Regions from separate parts of the Pan troglodytes genome. Here region 1 is linked to region 2. Evidence: chromatin contacts called from public capture Hi-C data. All regions are on one chromosome and are shown on one strand. Each heading gives the region's core, a stretch centred on a gene start, on an enhancer-like site or on the middle of the called end of the contact. The rest is flanking DNA. Distances are from core to core; before and after follow the strand shown. Region 1 overlaps ZNF536 (zinc finger protein 536). Region 2 overlaps ZNF536 (zinc finger protein 536).

What was found. Capture Hi-C pulls out chosen DNA fragments and counts their contacts.
Region 1: a capture Hi-C map of stem cell-derived neural stem cells shows a contact between it and region 2, with 2.6 times the contacts expected there. The contact joins two enhancer-like sites. A contact is called at or near these places in 2 of 7 Hi-C or Micro-C datasets (induced pluripotent stem cells and stem cell-derived neural progenitor cells) and 1 of 1 other capture datasets (stem cell-derived neural stem cells).

The regions. Positions count from the first base shown.
Region 1 is chr20:33,741,592-33,747,713 of NHGRI_mPanTro3-v2.0_pri, forward strand. The region is part of intron 5 of ZNF536 (zinc finger protein 536); the gene reads left to right. Among named protein-coding and RNA genes, the nearest start is that of ZNF536, 430 kb to the left of the region's middle. Within about 2 kb of position 1,475, at least 1 of the 24 cell types and tissues checked has an H3K27ac peak or open chromatin away from gene starts, as enhancers often do. A contact at or near this core is called in stem cell-derived neural stem cells, where this site is marked.
Region 2 is chr20:33,536,898-33,543,231 of NHGRI_mPanTro3-v2.0_pri, forward strand. All of the region lies in intron 3 of ZNF536 (zinc finger protein 536), which reads left to right. Among named protein-coding and RNA genes, the nearest start is that of ZNF536, 230 kb to the left of the region's middle. Within about 2 kb of position 4,619, at least 9 of the 24 cell types and tissues checked have an H3K27ac peak or open chromatin away from gene starts, as enhancers often do. A contact at or near this core is called in stem cell-derived neural stem cells, where this site is marked.

The DNA.
Region 1 (6,122 bases), core at 225-2,724, 200 kb after region 2:
GGATGCTGACAAGAAGATTCGACGTTACTTCTCTGGTCCTTAACTTTGTTTACCCAGCTGCTATTCTTCCGATACTTAACTCTTTCACCTTGCAGAAAGCAAGGGGGAGGGAGGAAGGGAAGCTCCAGGTGTGATTTTTCAGAACAAAATATAATGCTGTGATTTATTTTTTAAAAAGAGAATAAGCACGAGGAAATTGAATAGCATCCATTTCATGCTTAACCGTGGTTCACGAATGATAGTTTGTAATTAAAATGCTGTCTACAAACCTATTCTGCAGACCCCAAAAGAAAACTTCCTCAGAATGTTATCAACTCTCCAATTTCTGTAAAGATGCCATATTTTCAGATTTCAAAGAGAGGATCTCCTTTTGAAAATAAAGAATTGTTGGGTATCGTATGAGCCTGCTAAGTACAGCATTTTAAACCCACACTGTGTTGAAAAATTCAAGAATTTGGCAGTGACCTTAAGGCCACAGATAGGATAATGAAAAATGGGGAGATGAGGGCAGTGTCTAAAGGAAATTCTCTTTTGTTCTAACAGAAGCTTTGTGTGTGTGTGGCTTAAGCAAGTGGTTCAATAGAATTTCTTTGAAACAGAAACAAAAATGCTAAGAGCTGGTTACAAGTACTCTGGTCTTCTTTTCTCCTTAAAATGCAGGAAGAATTTTTACCTCTTCTCATGAATCTTGTCTGCTGAAATGTCTCAGTCTTCATGTTATGTTTACCAAGGCCAGGCCAGAGGATCTGATAATTTATAACCATTCCTATTGGGTTTTATGTAATAACTTTGGAACTCATATAAAGTAATGATCCACAAACTCTTTTAATGTTCATTATAAAATATGAAATATTTCTCAGAACCATTGCAATTATGTGACCAGACATAACTGTTTCACACATGAGTAAATACAGGGAGGTTTAACATAACTTTATTATCTTGCTGTCTTTTCTTCTCATTGATGTGATAATACTGTTTTAATATTTTTCTAAAGAAAAGTTAAGTAATTTTAGAATCTCTACTGAGGCCCGCTTTATTGGCTTTTGTAATAGAACTCTCAAATCTAATTGTATTTATGCTCAGACTGACACCACTAAATGTCGTGAATGGAAGGGAAATGCCCCCCAAAGCTGTGTATTCTGTAATTATCGATAGATGTGTCTTTGCTGACGAGGCCTGGGGATCTGGGGAGAGTCGCGGAAGTAAAGCTGAGATGGCAGCAGGCATTTCCACCATCATCCTGAGGCCCCCATGGATGCAGAGAGGTGCTTTTCTAAGGAGTGAATGAGCCCCGTCATTCTGTAGGACTCACCAGGAAACTTTTCCCCCTTTACTGTGTGTGCTGTGTCTGCCTCTCCTGGGTCTGGAGTCAGTAGCATGCAACTTCTAGTTTCGTAGAAGGCTGATCTCCGAAGGGAATTTTCCTGGGCTTCCTGTCCTAGTGATCTGAGCTGAGTGGCATTGTTCCGGTTGCTTGACCTTCACCTGGGGCGTGGGCTTGGGGTCATCCCTGGTGGCTGTAAAGTCTCCTGCAGCGATGGAAGCCAGAGAGGGATTATTCTGGAAACCAACTTCTTACTCCCCGTGTGGGCAGTGGAAGCTGTAACACCAAGGCGGGGAACCCAGTGACAGTGCTGCATCCACTCTCCATGCCCCGTCAGAATCCAGGATCCTCCCAGGACTGAATGGCGGCTATTTCTAGCCTAGTAAGGTTGGGTGGAAAAGATTAAACATGAGGGAAGGTGCCGTTATCTGGGCATTTCCAAGTCCTGGAGAGGAGAGAGGGTTTCACCATGCTTGACTCTTTTATCTTACTTGTTTTTAGACAAGTGTTTCTCAAAGTCTCATGTGCAACCAGATCCCCATGGATCTTGCTATGATGCAGATTCTGACTCAGTAGTTCTGGGGAGGACCCTCTATCCTGCCCTTCAGCTCCAGGGTCATGGCTGTGCTGCTGATCCAGAGACCACACATTAGATCTGGGTGTAGCATCTGTCTTCTCACTGCACATCTGCTTTCGGGGAGACAAGCAGACACAGGGCATGGAAGGTTAGGTGGGGCCCTCTGAGAGGCCTATGAGTGCAATGAAACTTGAAGAGTGGCCTGATGGCTGGAGCCAGCTCACAGTTGTGTTTTGTTTGACTTGTCCGATATTACACTTTTGCTTTCAATTGGTTGCACACAGTTTAAAAATGAAAGATTTTTTAAATGTACAAATCCAGGCTTTCAGGTTCTCTTGAAAAACTAGAATGTCTGGGACAAGAGATAGAAGAGAGGTGGGATCCGCTCCCTTAGGAGCAGAGGATGGAAGAGAGGTGGGAGCCGCTCCCTTAGGAGCAGGGGACGGAAGAGAGGTGGGAGTCACTCCCTTAGGAGCAGGTGATGGAAGAGAGGTGGGAGTCACTTCCTTAGGGAGGTGTGGCTCTTCCCTTCTCCGCCAAGGGGTCCCGCCCAGCCTGCCTTGCTCATAACACAAGAGTTTGCAGACAGGGAAGTTAGACCCCAGGAAAAGAGGGTCACTTCCCTGGCACACACAGGGCATGTGCAATGGTGGAGGCTGCGTGCCCCCCTGCTGCTGGCTCTTGTCTGGAGTTTGCTGGAATGGAGAACTCTTGCCCCATCAGAACCCAGGATTCACCTGCGTGCTTTAGCTCTGCCTTCTGGCAAGTGCCATCTTCCTCTTTGAGGAGCTGTTCCTTAGCTCTCTAGTTCTCACAAGCAAGCCACTAGAGAGGGTGCAATTCCCAGCTAATTAAAGGTCTTGAGATCCTCCCCTCCCTGTCGCCGACGCTCCTTTGAAACAAGCGGGCTGCATAAGAAGTCTCCCTGGCTGCTACCTGGCAGCAGGTGTGAGCCAAGGGCTGGTGCCCAGGCTGCGTGGGGCCCAGTGGGGAGGGAGCCTGACCTTCACCTAGGTACATCCAACAGGTGTGATCGCCCGGCATAGTAATCACCCAGTTCCTAGGTGGGCAGTATTGGGGATCATCACAAAATCTGGAATGTTCATTAGTGCATGCAATCATCTGATCATCATCCCACTTGGCCCTCTTCATTCCTCACCACCCCCCTTATTCACCCCTCACCACCCCCCTTATTCACCCCATCCCCAGTCTCTCCTGGAAACTGGTGGGTTGCGTTGGAGTCAGATGTGGCAAAACACAGCCTAAGTCAACATTCGTGGTTCCTAAAGCGAAAGAACTGTGGAATGCTTGTATTCAAAGATTTCTCCATGACTGCACCTGGTTGAGTGATGAAATAAAGGTGAAACCAAAAAGACCTTTCTGCTTCCCTGGGCGGTGGCTATCTAGGTCTTTAGTTCTTTTAACCGGGCGATTGTTGCTGTAATGGGTCTCAGTGCTACTGGGGCACTGACTGAGGCTTGTTTTTTTTCTGCATGAAGACCAGGAACCCAGTGCCCTGGAAGGCTGGTGGCTTAGGTAAATTTGAGGGCTGGGCTTGAGGCAGGCTCTGCTGAGCTCTACACTTCAGCTGTGTCTGCCACTCACCCCCCACACATCCCCCCATGCTGGGCAAAGCCACCGTGCTTACAGCGTTGACTTTCTTTATCCCCAAGCAGCATTCAGGGCTAACTTTTCAGAAATTTTTATTTCTGAATGCTGGTTAAAGGCAGGATCTTCTGCTGCCAAATTTCTCAAGCTGTCACCTGCACAGTGAACAAGTGAGGAGTGGCCTGAGGCACCTGGCTGTGCTCCTACAACGAAGCACTCTGTTCTTAGGGACTTTAGTACTGGGTACATCTAGGGAGTTAGGAGGACTCACAGGACACTCAGATTGACAGCTCTCAGCATTTGGCTGCTGGTTAAATAAATCTCACATAAGTTAAAATTTCTACATGTTCTCCCATTTACAAGACAGAGTAAAATCAGCACTGAATGGGTCTTGTAGAGTATTGCAATGACAGACTGCATAGGGGTAGCCGGGTGACTGCAAGAGCTTCCTGCTCTCTTCATCATCTTCTCAGAGAGCTTTGCTCATTTCTGTTTTTGAATGTGAATAAAAGAATCTATTATATATTACATTCAGAGAAAATGGTACGTGGTACCCAATTGTGGCCACATGCAAGGGGAATGCCATACTGAGAACCCAGCATGCTGATTGGTATAGGGAGCTGGAAGTCATTGAATGGGGAAGGGCTGGAAGAAACTGAGGGTGAACTCAGCCCTCACTTCAAAGGAGTTTGCCGTCAACTCAGAGAAATGGAGCTAAACCATGCAAGCTGCATTGCTACCCAAGACATGGGTGGGAAGGGAATGAGGTTGGGGAATAGGGCAGAATTGAGCTGGGCCTGCAAAGATGGGGAGCGTTTGGCTAAAACCTAGGATTTTACAGATTTATCCAAGGGAGGAATCTAGCAATGTTCTCCTTTTGCTCTTTAGTGTCTTTTCCTCTGGCCGGTTAAAATTCCCTGTTCATGTTGGCTTGGTGGCTTACACCTGTAATCCCAGTGCTTTGGGAGGCTGAGGTGGGAGGATCACTTGAGCCTAGGAGTTCGAGACTAGCCTGAGCAACATAATGGGACCCTGTCTCTACAGAAAATGTAAAAATTAGCTGTGCGTGGTGGTGCACACCTGTAGTCCCAGCTACCTGGGAGGCTGCAGTTGGAGGATCACTTGAGCCCAGGAGTTTGAGGCTGCAGTGAGCTGGGATTGCACCATTGCACTCCAGCCTTGGCAACAGAGCAAGACTCTGTTTCATAAAAAAAAACCCAACAAACCCACTTTCATTGACGTCTGCATGTATTTGAGAGGGCTCAAAAATGAGGCAAGTTTTTGCTTCTGCAGCAAGATGGAGTTCTAGAGTCCTGGAGACCCTCTCCTTGGTTCCTCTCCAGTGCTGTCCTTGGTGTTACTCAAAGGAACAATTGCCTGGTCTTCTGAATTGGGAACTACTTAGAATAAAACAGCTGTGCTTTATATGATGAATTTAATTCTTTTCTAATGAATTTTATCAGACTGCTTTTTGGAGCACATACTGGAATATGGCAGTGCCAGACCATTTTCCATCATAAGAAAATAAATTAACTTAGGATTGTGAAATCACATTAAAACAATATGAAAACTCTGCCATGCTTTTGGTTATCCCCTTGGCTGGAGCACGTTGCACCATCTCTACCCTGCTGGAAACGCGCTGTCACTCTGTCTCCCTGTGCCCTGTGCAACGATGCTCATGGAACTGTTGGCTGTCAATGTTGTTGTGTGTACAACCGGAGCAGTGAGGTTAGTTCCTCTGCAGCACACTCTCCAGAGAGTCAAAGGATGTCATTCCCTTCTCGGCAGGGACGCAATCATACATCTGCTCTCTGGTCTGTGACACCTCACTGTCTACTTTGGCTGTGTCCCTGGGCAGCAATGCCTGTCATCATTTTATGAGGCACAACAGAAAGCCTGGTTCACTCCTGACACTGTGGGACAGGCAAGGCCACCAAGCCAGTGTCATTAGGTGCCCCTGGACTTGGAGGGCCTCATTCTGATGTTTCTGCTCTGCACGGGGTCAGTCTGAACCATGGAAATTGCAGGGGAGATGCGAGGGCTGGGAGCATGTCCTGATTGGAAATTGAGAACCTGCTTTGAAGGCCTTTCTTTCCTTTAGTTATCTCCTTCACAAAGCCTCCTCCTGGAGTTAATTCACAGGCACTCATGGCCGGCCCTTTTGCAGGGACACTAGAAAGAATCAGCAGGGTAAATATTTCATCCGAAACCACAGAGATGCTGGCATTGCTGGTGTGAAAAGTGCAGAAAGAATACACTCAAACTATGTCCCTGCGTTTTCCCAGTGGTATGTCTTGACCACATGTAGCCAGCTGGACCCTCCAATCCAGGAGCACCTTAGAAAGTCAGACGCATCTAACAGATTGGGGGAGAGCTCTGGAGAGGGTGCTATGTGGGTTTAAGCTGGAACATGATGTCCTGTAAGTCACCAAAACTGCCTCAGCTTTAGTATTCTCTGTGTAATGACTATGAAAATAGAATCTACCTCAAAGAGTTAATCACTCTACAGACTTGGAGAGTCCACAGGCAACGAGTCTTCAGGGAGATCACTGAGAAAGCAGCAATGTCCAAGAGGCGGCCGCCAGCAGACCCTGTGTTAAAGCCACCTCTCCT
Region 2 (6,334 bases), core at 3,369-5,868:
AAAGAGCCCCACCACTTTCCTCTGATGGTTTGGAAAAGTACAGGCATTTGAAACACAGACGCATGACTGTTATGTCTTAAATTGTACTGTGTTACACGGGCGATACAGCTTTGGGGTCTAAAATAGCAAAGCAGAAAATCTGTCATCAAAATGTCTGTGAAATTATGAAGCTTCCTGGCCCAGTTTAAAAAAAAAAAAAAACCAAAACAACAACAACAACAACAACAAAAAACACGCTAGCCTCAGACGGCTAAATTAAAATCACCACCTAACAGCAGGTAAGGTGTTGCCTTCATCCATATTTCCAAAGCCCCTTACTAATGGGTAGTAAATTGAAAGTTATATCTCTAGCCCTTTATAAAGAAAGCACCTCGCTAATACTGTAATCATTCTGCAGCCTAACAACAGAGGAAATCATGCCATAACAAATACCCTGTTACTAATGGCAACATTGATTTCTGCAATCAGCCATTAAGTCTAGAAAATGAAAGACAGTTTGAGGCACCTCGAGGCACTGCCTTGCCCACTGTTAAAGATGTAGCAGCACACTGTTGAGGGTCATTTTTTAAAAGTTTTTTCTTTTTTCTTGATCCCCCCCCCCCACACACTCTTTGGTTTAGATACCTATTTCGATCTTGGAGGCAATTCACTGCTGCACTTATTAAGTAGATGCCAGTTTTAGCTTTGCTGTTATAGTCTTGCTTAAGCATACTCTTCTTCTAGGACAAAATTAGTATTAAAATAAAGTGGGACTCTGCCGGCTTATTACAAACCAGTAAAGAATTATTAAGACACATAAATCTGGTCTGCACATTCCAGAGATTCCGATAGCACTTAATGCCGCTGCTTAAATACCCATGAAACACACTGTCTACTCCTGGAGTCCTAGACTTGTTTGGGATTTATTACGGATGAGACACTTAGGAAGTGTCTAACCAGCAGCATGAGTGCCAAGGAGGCGTGAGGTCACACTACCTGGAGCGACTGTCACATGGAACATACTAAGATTCGAGGGAAGGGTTTTCACCATGTAAAGATAGATACCTACTTGAGAGGCAGCCAAGTGCCAGGTGTCCCAATGTCAGGAGGAGCTCTTTCTGGCCTCCTAGGATGAGGTCTGCTCTTCTGGCATGTGTCGTTTCTGATTCTGGATTAGGACCTTTACAGGACAGGGTGCAGACAGCAAACTGGTTCCCCTAAGTTTTTAGAGTGACATGGAGTTAACATTGACAGATTTCCATCCCTCTCTCAGACCTCCTGAAATGTAAGGGTCTCGGCAGAATATTCTGACACCAAATGTTCAGCTTCATTAATGACGTGTTTACCGTGTTTTTCTCACCTTCTGGCCAAGTGATAGCCTCATGCTATTCCTATCTCTGTTGCTTGCCTATCTCTCAGTGCTTGGTTGAAAAAACCCATTTTGCTTAAAAAGAACCAACCGTGCTCATGACTCAAAAGAGAATTATACTTGAGTTGTGGTTATCTTCTCACTTTTATTTCCCCTCATTGAAGTATTTTACAATTGTGAATACTGATTCTTTCATTTCTGGTTGACTTCTTTGTTTTCTTCATATTCAAATTAGACCCTTTCATAATTTTCTGACTAAGTAGGAGAATTGAGGGCATACCAATATACAACCCGAATCAGCTGTGCGTCTGGGGCATTCAGGTTTCCCTGGGATTTAGGGCTCTTAACCAAATCTGGTTAGTCCTCCCTCTTATTTCCAACAAGTTTGACTTGTATAGAAGTGCGATTAAAATAAGCATTTAAATAAAAATCTGGATATAATGGGTATTTTATTATTACCTGTTAAAGAGAAACCTGCAAGGTGAAGGAGAGAGAGAAAAAAAATCTTTAAGCCCTTAAGTAAAGAAAGGAGTACTTATTAAGGCTTCTATTAAGAAATAACTGCAAAACGCGGTTTTACAAATTTCTCAGACTGCATAACAATGTCGCAAAACTTAATTTGCATCACTTGATTCTTTTTTTTTGTTGAAAACTGGGTCAGTAGGGCCTGAGAAACTATTTTTTCAGATCTTAACCAATGAATTCTTCTTTATAAATCGCTGCTCTTAACATGATAGTAGTTCTGAATTCATCATAAAAAACCTTTTTACAGAGCCTCTTAGAACAGATCTCTAGAAGAAGGCTTACAATGAGTGGCAGAGACGTCCTTTGTTATCTGATGTAATTCTTTGCAAAGAAGGATTGGGAACGGAGTGGCTGTTTAAAAATGTCTTGCTCAGACCGAGACGAAGAAGGGGTCAAGTTTGCAATCAAACAGTTATTGCCGAGATGGGCGACTGTCACTGGCTAGGCTAATGTGGGATGCAGCTGTTTGTTATGTGAGCAAAAGAATGTTTGAATCAGTGAACATGTGAAAATGATTCCAGTGAACCAGAAAATGTGTTTGTTCTTTGGCTCTCCAAACTGCTGAGAACCAAGCTTAAGATCAACTGCGAAAACTAGGACCTTTGACAAATTGAGAGGTCACATTTTCTAACAGAAAATGGACAAAACTAGTCACACAGATCACTTCCCCATCTTCCCCCTTTGTTTTATTTTTGTTTTGTTGTTGTTTATTTGACTTACCAGTAATTTCACACCGTGGTCAATGTCATTCAATGTAGCCTCCGTGTACAATGCAAAGAGAAACTGTTTGGAAAGCAGCAGCTTATTAATTTTACTTTTATGGCATTTAGAAAGCGGGGTGGCTGTTTTGATGCCTCCTCATTTCTGGCTTGCATGCAAACACTCTTATGGCATTAATCTTTGCATCTTTCTCTAAAACCTCCTCTAAGGCTGAGCTCGAATCCTCGCTTTGCTCTGAGTCAGAACACAACCAAAGTTCTGTTTCTTCAGATTTTGCTTTGGAAATCACACTCAGAATAATTAAAACTTAATGTACTAAGAAACGATACTGTTCATTATATCCAACAGGGCAGTTACCTTCTGAATTCCACATAATTTTGGAGTGGGGATAATTGAAGTGTTGATGGTGGGAAGGGGGTAATTGAATGCATTGACCCTCTGTTCATTAAATAAAGTCGGCTAAGTTACAGGATCAATGGAAAGCCAGGGAGAGATGCGAAGATGAAAATATCGTTAACCCCTACTACTTCTGGTATAATATTTTGAGATGGACAAGGATTATTTGGTCAGCTGGGCTAAAAGCCTTGCGAGGTCTTCTTTTGTTGTTAGAGCTGCATTCCTGAAATGCTGGGTCTCCATCCCATTGACCACAGCATCAAAGGCCTTTATCTGGGGCGCTTTCGCATTTACATGGGGTGTATAGTGATATGATAGATTTTCTTTCTTTTCCACCTCTTTTTCTCATGTGGCTCCCCCTCCCTGCCCCCGTTCACGATAACCGGTGCCTGCTCCACACACAAACAAATCCAGGCACCCAAAAGAAGAAAAAGAAAAAGAAAAAAAAATTTGAGTTTGAGGATTAAGATCTTCATTTTTTTTTTTTTTTTTTTGCTTGTGCATTCCAATTGTTCTTAAAATATTTGGCAATGTCAATTAGTAACTGAGCAGAGTTAGCTGATGAACACAATTTTCCAGTAGACTGAGCACCCTATTGTTGCCGAGCGAACAGCAGATTTCTGAGGTCATTATCATTCGCTGGTTGCTTGGCCCAGCTGCTTCCTGCTGCAAAAGCCAAACTTTATACCGGAGCTCGGGGAGGCTGCAGCAACAGGGGGCTGGAGGGGGGGAGAGGGGAGCTGGCTGCAGAGCCGAAGACAGTCATTATCAGCAGAGGAAACAGAAAGTAAAAGTTTCCAGGCAATTCCAGGAAAACTGCCGGAGCAGGCTTCTTCCTCCTGTTCCAGTCCAACCACCTTCCACCTCTAGGCAGGGAATTAAAAAGGACTTGGGGAGACCCCCCTGGGCATGGTGGCAGCTAATCTCTTTGTGGAGGAGAACTTTGGAAAACAATAATCCCATTTATAAATAATGCTTAAAAATTTTTTAGCCCAGGCTCAAGCATGTGAGTGATGCCCTCTTAGATAGACTCCTTCATTGTTATATATTTAAAAAATCATTTTAAAAATGATATTAGGAACTTGAAATTAGTCAATTTGGGGATGACAAATAGGCAACATTATTTAATTTTCCAGAGGGACCTTATGAACAGATCATAGTCTGAGATTCCTTTTAAAATCACATTTAGCCTTAAAGGTTCCCCCTACGCCTCCCCCTGTCCCCTGCTTCCTTATTTTTCTGCCCCCAGCCCACCCCAACTCCAGCCTTCCTTCCCCACCTCCTAATTTGGGAACTGGTTCAGTGAGATGAAAAGCTGCACTTTTTTTAAAGCTCAGCTGTGAAAGCCGAGCGCCATATGCAGCCCTTCCGTCTCTGCCGTGGAAGCGTGTGCAGGCGGCCGCCGTGTTTGCGGAGATTTACGGAGGATCGGCTCGTGTGTGCCGAAGCTGTGCCCAGGCGGACGCCGGCCAAGGCCCGTCCCCTGAGCTGAGAGCCGAGAGCTGAGGTGGCCGCCCGCCTAGGCGAATAAGCCGGCTGGTCAGGTGGCTCCTGGGGAATGTCAGATGGGGCACAGGGTCAGAGGCCCCCGTGTCTTCCCCTGGCGGCCACCTTTCCGCTGGGGCCCAAGGGTGGTCTGTCCACTTGGGACGCCCTGCTCGTGCCGGGATCGCCGTTGCTCTCAGATGCTGGTTCATGTGCGGCTGTCACATCGTCCTCCTCCTTCCCCGGAGCCGGATGCCTACCAGCAGTTTCTTTTTATAAACTTCCCATTCAGTTGGTAAACTTGTATCATCTTGTGCTTAGGAGCGATGATTTGGGAACAATCAGTAACACTTCGGGGCTTTTACCATCTTTCTGACCCCTTTACATGGAGCCATAAATCCCGCTTCTCCGGGGCTGCTTGATGCCACTCCACCGTCACTTGGCATTTCAGAAAGAGGGTACTGGCACAGGCTCTGAAAGTCTTCAGACTAGGAGTGTAACATCAGAGATGTGTGGCATAAAATTGCAGAGGCAGAGCACCCTCTCTGCTCCAGCACTTAACAGGCAGGACATGGTTTTGCTTGTGAGGGATTAGATTTGAGGCCGCGGAGTCACTCAAATGTGTTTCTCTGGCGGCCTCACTTGGCCCATCTGTGGGATGGACACCGCTGTTGCCTGGGCTGCCCTTCTGTTTCCAACACTCCTGCCCACAGAGCTTCTGAGGAGCTCCATGAAGCTCTCCTCCCTATGCATGTTAGCGCAAGGGACGGAACAGTTCATTTAAACCTAAATTTAATGGAAATAAGGAAAACATAGATTAGCTAAGGACAGGTTACAATGAGGCAAGGAATTAAGCGGTCAATTTTCAAAACAGAGCTTGAAGCATTAGCTGCGTGATTTCTATTAACTCGAATGGGAGGTTCCAGGCTCAGGTCTTGACCACCACCTTGGGTGTGTTGGGGTGGGAGTTAGTAATTTGCTTTGCAGACAGCCACAAGGTGTCCCCTGATTGATGGTTTGGCCAGAAGCAGGTATCACGAGCTTCCAGGGTCTGACTCTTACCCACTCGCATGCTTACCATGCACTCAGGTAGCTGGGAAATGATGCCCACTGTGTTATGTGAGCCCTGCCAGAGGCCACTTCTGCAGAGCTGGGGCAGCCTCTGCATAGAGGGCAGATTGGGGTCCTTCTGGCCGCCCAGATCCCTTCACTGCCAGGTTGCTTATCTTTCTAATTCTTTCTCTGGTTTGAAGCTTTGTGTCCTGTTCATAGGAAGTGCGTTCCCAGGAAGGGTAAGGTAAGACTTTCTTCCTCTACACCTGAGTGCATTTCCCACGTCTGCCCCTTCTCCCTGAGAAGTTTCTGGCAGGTAGCCCTGATGTCTCAAAGGGGTGGGGACAGGGCTGGCTTCAACAAGGCCTGTTATACTGGCCTCGATATTCCACTGGTTCTAGAGAGAGACCGTGGGTATACTTGGAGACCTAGAGATGGAGACAGTGAATTTCATGGGAAAGAACTGTGCAGGGAGCATTTGGAAGCCTTTTGAGCCTGGGAAGTCAGGGGAGTGAGTAGTTAACTCCTTTACCCGTAGAGCTGTTTTGGAGCATTGATGGCAGGGGTGGAGAAACACCTGCAGAGATCAGGAGATTGGATTTGCGCACACTTCCCAAATCCGTGATGATTGGGCTGGAACCTTTGCCATCTGTGACCCTTGGGCCTGTTTGCTGCCCTTCTGGGTGTCTCACCTCCCTTCGTCTTCCTCTCCTCTGTCGGCATCTGATGGGTGCATCTCTCCACCCTTGTTGATGGTGCTGGCATGTGGAGGAAGGAGGCGGGGGCTGAGCGAGGCTTGCAAATGCA